Linked DNA regions of Hordeum vulgare: all the other regions are linked to region 3. A link is a contact called in public Hi-C data. All regions are on one chromosome and are shown on one strand. Each heading gives the region's core, a stretch centred on a gene start, on an enhancer-like site or on the middle of the called end of the contact. The rest is flanking DNA. Distances are from core to core; before and after follow the strand shown. Region 1 holds the start of LOC123449015 (putative clathrin assembly protein At2g25430). Region 2 overlaps LOC123449016 (palmitoyltransferase Hip14-like). Region 3 has its middle 310 kb from the start of LOC123449015.

Evidence for each region. Hi-C and Micro-C count contacts between places; a contact is called where the count stands out from the background.
Region 1: a contact with region 3 is called in a Hi-C map of leaf, with 5 times the contacts expected there. The contact joins the promoter of LOC123449015 here to the enhancer-like site in region 3. A contact is called at or near these places in 2 of 6 Hi-C or Micro-C datasets (leaf and seedling) and 1 of 1 datasets of contacts at active chromatin or transcription factors (embryo).
Region 2: a contact with region 3 is called in a Hi-C map of leaf, with 5 times the contacts expected there. The contact joins two enhancer-like sites. A contact is called at or near these places in 2 of 6 Hi-C or Micro-C datasets (leaf and seedling).

The regions. Positions count from the first base shown.
Region 1 is chr4H:474,036,854-474,040,295 of MorexV3_pseudomolecules_assembly, forward strand. LOC123449015 (putative clathrin assembly protein At2g25430) reads left to right here and starts at 1,275. Exons shown (of 2, transcript XM_045126076.1): 1 at 1,275-1,621; 2 at 1,948-3,442. The coding sequence starts at 2,032.
Region 2 is chr4H:474,176,541-474,179,973 of MorexV3_pseudomolecules_assembly, forward strand. It overlaps LOC123449016 (palmitoyltransferase Hip14-like), which reads right to left. Exons shown (of 11, transcript XM_045126079.1): 8 at 3,426-3,433; 9 at 2,697-2,756; 10 at 2,546-2,597; 11 at 2,177-2,440. The coding sequence ends at 2,364. Among protein-coding and RNA genes, the nearest start is that of LOC123449016, 7.2 kb to the right of the region's middle. Within about 2 kb of position 1,856, at least 2 of the 3 cell types and tissues checked have open chromatin away from gene starts, as enhancers often do. A contact at or near this core is called in leaf, where this site is marked.
Region 3 is chr4H:473,724,381-473,728,176 of MorexV3_pseudomolecules_assembly, forward strand. No RefSeq gene overlaps it. Among protein-coding and RNA genes, the nearest start is that of LOC123449015, 310 kb to the right of the region's middle. Within about 2 kb of position 1,316, at least 2 of the 3 cell types and tissues checked have open chromatin away from gene starts, as enhancers often do. A contact at or near this core is called in leaf, where this site is marked.

The DNA of each region.
Region 1 (3,442 bases), core at 25-2,524, 310 kb after region 3:
CGACTACTGGCTTCTTCATCATAGACACCACGGACGTCGACGACCTCTTCCGGAACGACAACTTCTTTCTCGACGTCAACAACCTCTTCGACAACATGGATGATGTCAATGCCAGTCCCACTCCTGCTGCTGTTGCAACTCAGTACGTGTTCGTGTTCTTCTTGTTTGAATTCCTATCTCAACTTATTGCTCTAGTTTATATTGGATATGTTGCATTCCTACTCACCACTTCAGATGCTCCTTGCATACTTTTTATTTTATTGCGTGACTTGTCTTATAACTGCTATAGTAGTCATGATTTATCTATTATTTCTGCTAGTAAAATCACATGGTAAAACACTTATATTTCTAGCATTTGCTATGTTTGATTTGAACTATTTGCTATACTTGGATGGACGTGATGCAACCAAAAGACGACCACACATTGGATGCACGCTTTGCGCATCAAGAAATCCATGCAAATGTCGCTCCAATGCGACCTCAAACGAACAAAGTCCGGATAAAACAGACGTCCGTTTAAAATATATTTTTTAAACATAGTACATATGCAAACCCTCGTATACAGACACATACACTCACCTATATGAATATACACACGCACTCCTTGTCTTTATGAGCAACTTAAAAAAAACTGAGCTACGCATGAGCTTAAAATTTATAAAATCATCATAGACACCTCGTTGTCGACGGGAACGCCTTCTTTCACTAAATACGCATCATCAAAAATATTAAAATAAAAGCGAACACGAGAATTCAAGACCTGATCGACTGAGATACCGTACTCTAACCATCCAACCATGATTCACGTCCATTTGGAATAGTTCGAGTCGCTGTACCGCGCGAAAGGAAAGAAAGGTTTGACAACGAGAACAGCTACTGACTGCGCATGACACGCAGAAATTTACCTTCTCTATTGAGCACCAAAATCGATGGTCCGTCGGTCCAAAGCACCAGACCACCCTACAGTTCTACACACCGACAGCGATAGCGCGCGGTAGAGTGTGGACTGTGGACGGGCCCGACGTCAACGGCACGGCGACCCTCCGGCGTCACCCTCCAGGCGTACGCGGCCGCAGCTGGCACCATTTGCATGATCACCACCGCACCGCACCGCACCGTCTGCAGGGCTGGCATAGCGTGGCCGCATTGACCTCGTGCCCTCCCACGCCGGCGCGAGGAGGTAAAATAGTAAGCGGCAGCGTACGGGGGTAGGCGCCGAGCCGCCGACCGACACAGGGGCAGTAGGGTACTAGGGTGCGCGTCGGCGCGAGCGGGACCAAGACGGAAGGAAGCCACGCGAAGCTCGCTGCTTTCTTTCTTGCTTGCCTCCTCCGTCCTCCCGCCCCCAAAATAAAAATCTGAAAACAGCAAGGCACCAAACGCCCGGGAGCACCCAACACACCACCACACACCATTTCTTCCCCCTCCCCGCGGACCTCAGCCGGCTTACCCTCCCGCCTCCTCCTCCTCCGAAAGCCCAGGTCAAACTCCCCCAGCCAGCGAGGGAGACGGGGGAGAGAGGAGAGAGAGGCTCTCGGATCCGAGCTGCTCCCTCCCGTGCCCGCCCAGATCTCCTCCGCAGCCCAGCACCCGACGCCCCGGATCTGCGCCCGTCGCAAAGGTATTCCCTTTTTCATCCAATCTCGCTCCCCGGATCTGCGCCTCCTCCCCGGAGCCGGAGGTGGCTTCCGTTCCTAGCTCCGCGGCTGCAGAGTAGGAGTAGCTAGCTAACTTAGCTGATCTAGTTTAGATGATGATGATGATAAGCATCGAGAGCGGAGTTTATGGTAGGCCCACCAGAGCAAATCTCGCCTCCCGGCTCCGGGGATCTCGAGCTCCGGTAGATATCATTATGTCTTTCCAATTTAAACCCCGCAAAATGTTTTAAGGATCTGGGTCTGGCTTTGATGAAATCTCCGAGGCTCATGCCGTGCTACTTTTGGTCAGATCTACAAGCGACAGGCGGGCGGCTGCGGTTGCTGGTAGTTGGTTGGTTGGTTGGTTGGCGAGGAGGAGGATTAGGCGGCGGAGATGTCGTCGAGCACGATCCGGAAGGCGCTGGGCGCCGTCAAGGACCAGACCAGCATCGGGCTTGCCAAGGTCACCAGCAACATCGCGCCGGAGCTCGACGTGCTCATTGTCAAGACCACCAGCCACGACGACGAGCCGGCCGAGGAGCGCCACATCCGCGAGATCCTCCACCTCACCTCCGGATCCCGCGCCCACGTCGCCGCCGCGGTCGCCGGGTGCGCCCGCAGGCTCTCCCGCACCCGCGACTATGTCGTCGCGCTCAAGTCGCTGATGCTCGTGCACCGTCTCCTCACCGACGGCGACCCCTTCTTCCACCGCGAGCTCCTCCACGCCACGCGTCGGGGCACCCGCCTCCTCAATCTCTCTGACTTCCGTGACGAGGCACACTCTGGGTCGTGGGACCACTCTGCCTTCGTCCGCACCTATGCGCTGTACCTTGACCAGCGCCTCGAGTTCCTCCTCCACGAGCGGAAGCAGGGCTCCAACGCTAATGGAAGCACCAGCCTGAACGGGCCATCCCCGCGTGACCGTTGGGGTTCTCCTGACCCGTATGGCCGGCGGTCACCCTCGTACACCTCCCCTCCGGGGAATGGGTATGGAGGGTACGATGATAACCGTGAGAGGAATGGTGGGAACTCTGATGACAAGAGGCCGCTGACCCCTGTGAGGGATATGAAGCCGGAGCGGGTCCTTGGCCGCATGCACCACCTGCAGCAGCTGCTCGATAGGTTCCTCGCCTGCCGCCCCACAGGTGGTGCGAAGCAGAGCAGGATGGTGCTGGTTGCACTGTATCAGATGGCGAGGGAGAGCTTCCAGCTCTACGCTGATATCTGTGAGGTGCTTGCAGTTCTACTGGACAGGTTCTTTGACATGGAGTATGCTGATTGTGTGAAGGCCTTTGAGGCATATGCCAGTGCGGCAAAGCAGATTGATGAGCTTTGCTCATTTTATGCTTGGTGTAAGGACACCGGGGTTGCGAGATCATCGGAGTACCCAGAGGTGCAGCGGGTCACTGATAAGTTACTGGAGACATTGGAGGAGTTTATGAGGGACCGGGCAAAGCGTCCCAAGAGCCCACCACGGGAGCCTGAGCCCGAGCCCGTCAAGGAGGAAGAGCCAGAGCCGGAGGACATGAACAGCATCAAGGCGCTTCCTGCACCAGAGGACTACAAGGAGCCTGAACCCGAGAAGGTGGAGGAAGAGGTGAAGCCAGAGCCCCCGCCGCAGCCCCAGGGTGATCTGGTGGATCTTAGAGAAGACACTGTGAGTGCAGACGAGCAAGGTAATAGGCTTGCTCTGGCCCTATTCCAAGGACCACCTGCTGCTGGTGGTAGCAATGGGTCATGGGAGGCCTTCCCTTCCAATGGTGCCAACGAAGTGACTTCTGCGTGGCAGAATCCTGCGGCTGAGC
Region 2 (3,433 bases), core at 606-3,105, 450 kb after region 3:
TGCAAGGAGTAGGGATTGCCATGCACCAAATGCACTGGAGCTATTAGTTTATGAAAGCTCTCCTAATGGACTAGTGGGGTGTGCATACAACTTGCTTGCTCACGAAGACCCAAAGCATTTGAGGAAGCTCGTCATTGGAATATAACAAGGCAAGTTCTATAAGGTAGAAGTCCCCAACTAGTATATAAAACATGAACCATATAAAAATTCTATACGAAATGCAGTAGTGCTACTTTCAAGCCTCTTTATGATATCTGCTGAAACCAGGTGCTCCTTCGAAGCACATGTATACACTTGAAAGGAATAGTATGTCACTCCCCCTCTCTTGTTCTCTCTTTGGCACTTATGTGCTCCTTTTTTATCCTCGCGAGTAGAAGCAACACTCCATAATGATGACAACACATTTTAAATTTACTTTCAACTCAAAAGATGAACATTATGTAGAAACTCTAATGAATGTCTTTGAAAGTGTACCAGGAGTAGCATATATGAAACAATGATGAACGATGGTCTAGCCCCAGCAATATCATGCCAACTCAAAATATGGATTACATTGTAAATCTAGATGCTAATTTGTCTCGCTTGTGCGAGACAGAGCGTTGCATCGCCTTTAGGTTGTTTCTAAATGCATCAGCGTATGGTTACACATGTGCATGTAGGAACACATATTACTCTTTTATATATTTTTTCAGGATATTCTAAATACATATACTTCTAATATATTGAATTTTTTGTAAACGTCTAGCACACATTAAAAAAAATTATTGCAGTGGAAAATATTTGTTTGTGTAAGTTATAGTAGATATGATAGTATTCCAAAAAATGTTTGTGCCATTTTAAAAACATATATATATAACGATAAAAAAATCATGCAAATGAAAAATTAGACGTGACATTTTACTCAAAATATTCAGATGTTTAAAAATATGTATGTGACATTTTACAAAAATGTATGTGCAATGTAATAAATTGTTCATGTAGTTTCTAAAAAAATGTAACGTATTATTCGAAGAAAAGTGTCAACATGTATTTGGAATTTTTAACAAGTATACAAAAAATATTCAAAATTGTACTTGAGAAATATTTTCATGCATTTGAAGAATGTTCAATATGTAAACAAAAAATATTTTACATATATGCGATAAATTTATAGCTTGTATTGAAAAAGTAGACATGTATCTGGAAAAAAACGGAACAGAGAGAGAAAACATCAAAAGAAAAAAGATAAAGAATGAAGGAAAAAAACATGAAAAATGGGCTTGTGACGAGTTAGTGTTGGATGAGGAGGTTGTGACAACTGATGATGTTAATACCTCTGGCCATGAAATAATAGAAGAATGAACTGGACCGAGGCAATGTGGACAAACAGAGGTTAGAGAAGGATCTGGATAGGCTTCCATCTATTTCGGTCGCGGTAAACCTTTCCCTATTGAGTCATATTACTAGCTAGGACTTAAACGACATTTGTGTGTGGTAAGATCGCTGCTAATGAGAAGGAAGATCACAACTTACACTGTGCACCACCAAACACCGCATAATGCATTAATCCAGACCAACACTGGCCACCAAACGCCATGGAAAAATTGGTTCCTGAATGCAGTCAGTGTACATACAGGCTACCAAACAACATGCACTGCATGATTTTTGGCTTACAGGTGCAAAGACCCAAAAACGGTGCAACCTACCGCACACAAAATAGACATCCCCAAATGCACGCCGAGAGGACTGCAGTGTGGTTTCCCCGCACGGCAATGCACCTTCTTAAACTGGCTGGCGGCTAAGCAGCACGTCGTTGTCGGTTCAGGCATAGAGAAGCTGGGAAGTCATCGTTGCCTCAGCGTCACACTTTTCTCTTGTGGCAATCGCTAGTGGGGCAGCGAAAATGACAGCAACAAACTGATGCACTGCACTAGTCTGCATTATGCAGTAAACCTCCATCGAGATATGCAGAATTACTTACTACTATTTCAACACAACGGATCGACCTGGTCAAAGGTGTAATTACTTACTACTATTCCAACACAACGGATCCACCTGGTCAAAGGTGTAGCGCTCAAAGCATGGAAGTACCATTTGCAGGAATATAGCCTGAATTGCCATACTGATGAACTGATAACCATACTTGGTCGGGTGCCCAGATCACATTTGCGGCGACGCGGCATTCATCAGCACACAGTTACAGTCCAAAGAGGATTTTCAAATAATGTTAACTTCTCATATTAAGGCAGACACCGGACTGCCACAGTCCAAATGATGCACAGACCGATGAATATGAATCAGTGTAACAATAACAGGCAAAACATATCTCCAGGAATCTTGAGTGGGTGGTCTCCGGTCTTGGTGCGTTTTAGATGGTACTTGTATTATTTCGGCTTCAGGAACTCCCTAATGTTACAAAGTATGCCTTTGTCGTATGGATTGACAAACTTGACTTCAAAATCTGCATTTGTGGTTTGAAGAGCAAAAAAAGTCAAACATGTTTCGTATTTAAAACGCAATAAGAGGAATTAGTCGGTCAGCCATAATGTTTATACAGGTAAAGCACCTGACTGAGGCTGTTCCTTCATTTGGAATTCAGGATATTTCTTCCAGTTTATCTGGATAAATCTCACCTCTTAGCTATAAGAAACAGCAAACGAGAAGACGACCTGCAATTGGTGAAGAAAGAGTCCAAAGCATGGGAAATTTGACATTACCCACTCATCTGTCCTGATGTTGAAGCAGATGCCGTACACATGCCATATCAGGAACACAACCTGGCAAGGAACAGCAAAATTCATACCCAGGACATATGAGAAACAACACGGTAGTAAACAGTCATAATCAGCAAATTTGGTCTAGAAAAAGGCTCACAGCAACACAAGTGCAGCCATGGCCTTGCATAGGAAGATAGATTTCAAGCTGTGCCAAAAATAAAAAGATCCGCCAGCTGACATATTTAAGGTATTTGGTCAATCATAGAAAATGCATCCAGTGACTGAAATTAGAGAGAGCAAACTGATATTTCTATTTGCATGCTTTCAGTGTGCATCTATATCAGGATTGATGTAGCTAAATACTCCCTCCGTCCCATAATACAAAAGCATTTTTTACACTAGGACAGAGGGAGTATAATTTTGCAAATGTCAGTTGTGATCCTCTGCAGCGTACATTATTTGTATTCATTCTCTGTCTGTAATTTATGAAGCATGACCTGTTTAACGATTATCCTCAATTCTATCCAAAATTTTATTCTGATTATCTTGTCAGATAAATTGTTGATTGCATGCAGACAACTCTATCTCAGAAGCGAATATTGCCACAGTTCAGACACATGAGATGTTTTTTCTCCTTCCAAATAATACATCTCATTCATGTGCAGAGGTAAATGGTTACAGAAGCAAAAAATTATGGTCAACGTGGCTTCCAAGAGGTTAACAACGAACCTGCCATA
Region 3 (3,796 bases), core at 66-2,565:
ATGTTCCAATTTCGAGAAAACATTCATGTTTTATATCTTTGGGAGATTTTACAAAAATGTTCCCATATTACAAAAAAAAATCGCTTTTCAAAAATAACTATAAGTTAAAAAATGTTCACGTTTTTGATTTATGTTTGGGGGTTTCAAAAAATCTTCTGATTTCAAAATTTGTTAACCAATTTTAAGAAAATTTGCATCTTTTCAAATTTCATTGGCAGTTCAATACATGTTTCAATTTAAAGAACTGTTTGCAAATTCCAAAAAAAAGTTCATGTTTGAATTTTTGTTCGGGAGTTTTAAAATATGTACGCAAGTTTTAAAAACTGTTCATGTTTTCAAGTTTTGTTCGAGAGTCTCAAAAAATGTTCCCATTTTTCAAAAATGTTCATGTATCAAAAAATTGTTTTTGAATTTGAAAAATGTTCCGGTTCCTTAAAGGCATTCACGTTTTCTATTTTTGGGAGATTTTACATAAATCTCCCGTTTGCAAAAATTGTTTGCATTTTTTGAATTGGTTGAGTTTATTCAAATTTTATTAAACATTTCTAAAAGTCTTTGATGTTTCATACAACCTTCACGTTTTTTCTCAAAATAAAGTTTTGCATACCAAATGTTAAGAACGTTCGGATGTGCGCTCGATTTTGTTGTTAACACTTTGCGCTGCGATAAAACAAGGTAGTTCTCTAGTGCTATTGGCTAGTTGTACTTCTTTGAAGGGTTTGGTCTCAGTTCGAACCCTACCAGCGACATGGCTGGCCCAGTCGGGAGACCCGTCTGTGCGTGTGGTCGACATTCTGCCGCAAAGAACGATACGTACGATACATAGGACTTTTCTGTATTTTCCGCTCTTTTCAAATCATTGTTTTTTGTTCAAAAAAAGCGTGGACCATGCTCAGTTCAGCCCATCCGGTAGTTGCCGGACAGATAAGATGGCCTAGTCGAGTGGATGATAGGGGCGGACGAAAATTATAATGGATGAGCGACTGACAAAACAAAATGAACAAAATTGCGAAAGCAAGAAGTGTTTATCTCTTTATCAATAGGTATAGATGTAAATATATGAAACACTTAGACACATACGTTATACTTTCACTAGAATGACGTGCACCACAATATATATACGGCCAAGATGTTGACACAACGATGAAAAAGTAAACATCGTTTGCAGTAATGCCCAGTCGCTTTCAAGACAGCGGATAAAGCAACTTCACTATCCCAATAAAAAAATGGGCTAATTAACTAGGACTAGCAGTTATATGCCTTGCTTTAGATGTGGTATATCTATGTGCTCTCTTTCTTAAATCGTTGTTCTTTTGTTAAACAAAAGTGTGGACCACACCCAGTTCAGCTCATCCAGTAGTTAGGAGACGGATAAAACAGCCAATCAAGTGGATGACAGGGGGCGAACGAAAATTGAAATGAACGAGCGACTCACAAATCAAAATGGACAAAATTGTGAAAGCATTCCTTTATTAATATGTATAGATATAGATATAGATATACGAGACACTTAAACACACATATTATACTTTCACTAGTAGAATGATGTACACCACAATATATATGCGGCCAAGATGCTCACACAACAATGAAAAAGTAGACATCATCCGCGGTAATGCCCAGTCACTTTCAAGACTGCGGATAAAGCAACTCCATTATCTCAATAGAAAAAATGGGGCAATTAACTAGGACTAACAGTTATATGCCTTGCTTTAGGTGTGAGATATATCTATGGGTATCATCTTTAGAGCAAGTACAATAGTAAATTTATAGTCCGCTTACATGATGTTTTCGTCTATATGAAGGAGAGAGGTGAAAAAAATAAAAAGAATAGGCTCTGTTGCAAGATATCATATATGCGTACAACTGAGCAAATAAAATAAATACTAAGAAAGAGATAAAGAGAAGGAAAAAAATACTCCTTCCGTCTCGTTTTATAGAACGGGTGCGTAGTTCAAGGTCAACGAAAGTATATCATTCGATTTTTAAGCGAGTGTAGTTTTTAAACATATATTTTTTAATTAATATATTACATATTTAGTTAGTTAAATTGTTAACCTAAAATGACGTGCATGTCTTATAAACCGAAACGAATGAAGTAGTATTCTTACAGTTAATCTTATAACTAATCTTATTATATATGTGACTATAAATGATGACTATATGTGACATGAGCTATATTATTAACCATGCTCTTAGAGTATACAAAGGTGTAGCAAATTGATCATGATGTTTCTTGGCCTTCGTGTTGTTACTGGCTTCCCTAACGCCTCCTGCGCTCAAGCTCTCCTTCCTCCTTCACTGGGCCCTCTTTTCCCCATCCCTGGCGGCCACGGTGGCCGGCGGTGAGGGGAAGTGGGGTCCGGATCTTGTATCATACTTTCTCCGTTTAAAAATACTATTCATAGGAATGGATGCATCTAGATGTATTTTAGTTCTAGATACATTCATTTTTATAAATTTGTGCGACAAGTAATTCCGGACGGAGGGAGTATGTGTAATAGTTGGGTGTTTCTCTCCAATAAATCAGATCTGGTTCCTCCTCATATTCTTCGGTTCATCTTTGTTGCGGCCATGGTGGCCGAAATAAGGCTACAAAAGCTAAAAAGCGACACGGATCTAAGGCCCTTCCTTGGTTTAGCGTTGTGCACGGGGGTTGTGGTGCTTTGGATTGGGATTTCTCTCTCTCTATCCTAAGCTTTTCTTGTCTTCATGGAGAAGGAAAGAAAGGCAAGGGAGGAGAGGAATTCCTGGATCTAAAGTCGTGGGTTGTGGGGGATGCTGGTGGTGGCGATACTCATGACTATGGTGGCGAGGTGCCTACTACCGTTTCAAGGATTCAAAGCCGGTGACTCCTTGGTCTTCCCTAACCTGGAGGGCAACCATGTGCTTCTACTGCTGGCTTCTTTTTACCATCATGGTGATGGAAGAAGAGCAGGGTAAATGTTGAGTAAATAGGTAATTTTTTGAATAGATTAATCCACGAAATAATTATTAACATGTCATTGACTAGATTGATGACGTATTGATTACGAAATAGACTAGCAACTACTACGCATATAGTAGAAACATCTACGCATATAGCTAGTACTATTAGAGAATGACGTTTTGGCTCCCGGGAGCCATGGAGGCCTTTATTTTTTAAAAATTCAAATTCAAATTTTTATGGTTCAAAAAATTCTGAAAAAAATATGCATGTATGTAAGGATGTAACCGACATGTGTGTAAAATTTCAGGTCAAAATACTTTAAAACGTGATCTGTACAAAAAAGACAAATTCATGGTCTGAAATGATGAATAGTGACATGTGTTAAACAGCCTCAGATTTGTCTTTTTTGCACAGCCCACATTTCAACGTATTTTGTTCTGAAAATTTACACACTTGTGTATTATACCTTCATTTATCTATGTATTTTTTTTCAGAATTTTTTGAAACATTAAAATACAAATTTTCACTGAATTTGAAGTTTGAATTTAAAGGCCTCCAGTGAGCTCGAGAGCCAAAAGCAATATTCGGTACTACTAGGACTAATATAAACCGGATTGGGGTAAATGAGTTGTACCCTCCGATCGGCCAGTTGGCCGTAGCAGCAGTGGTGGCAGCGACGACATCCTCTGCCGCCTTCTTCTCGGCTTCGGCCTTATCGTGGGCGAGACGGTCGGCTTCAGTTGGTGACGACATGGCGATGACGAAGGCAACACAGACGTAGATGAAGCAGACGGACGGAGGCAAGCAGTCGCGTGATCGCTCCCGAAAAAATTAATCGCCCCTCTCCCGTACAAGATCTGGAGAGCC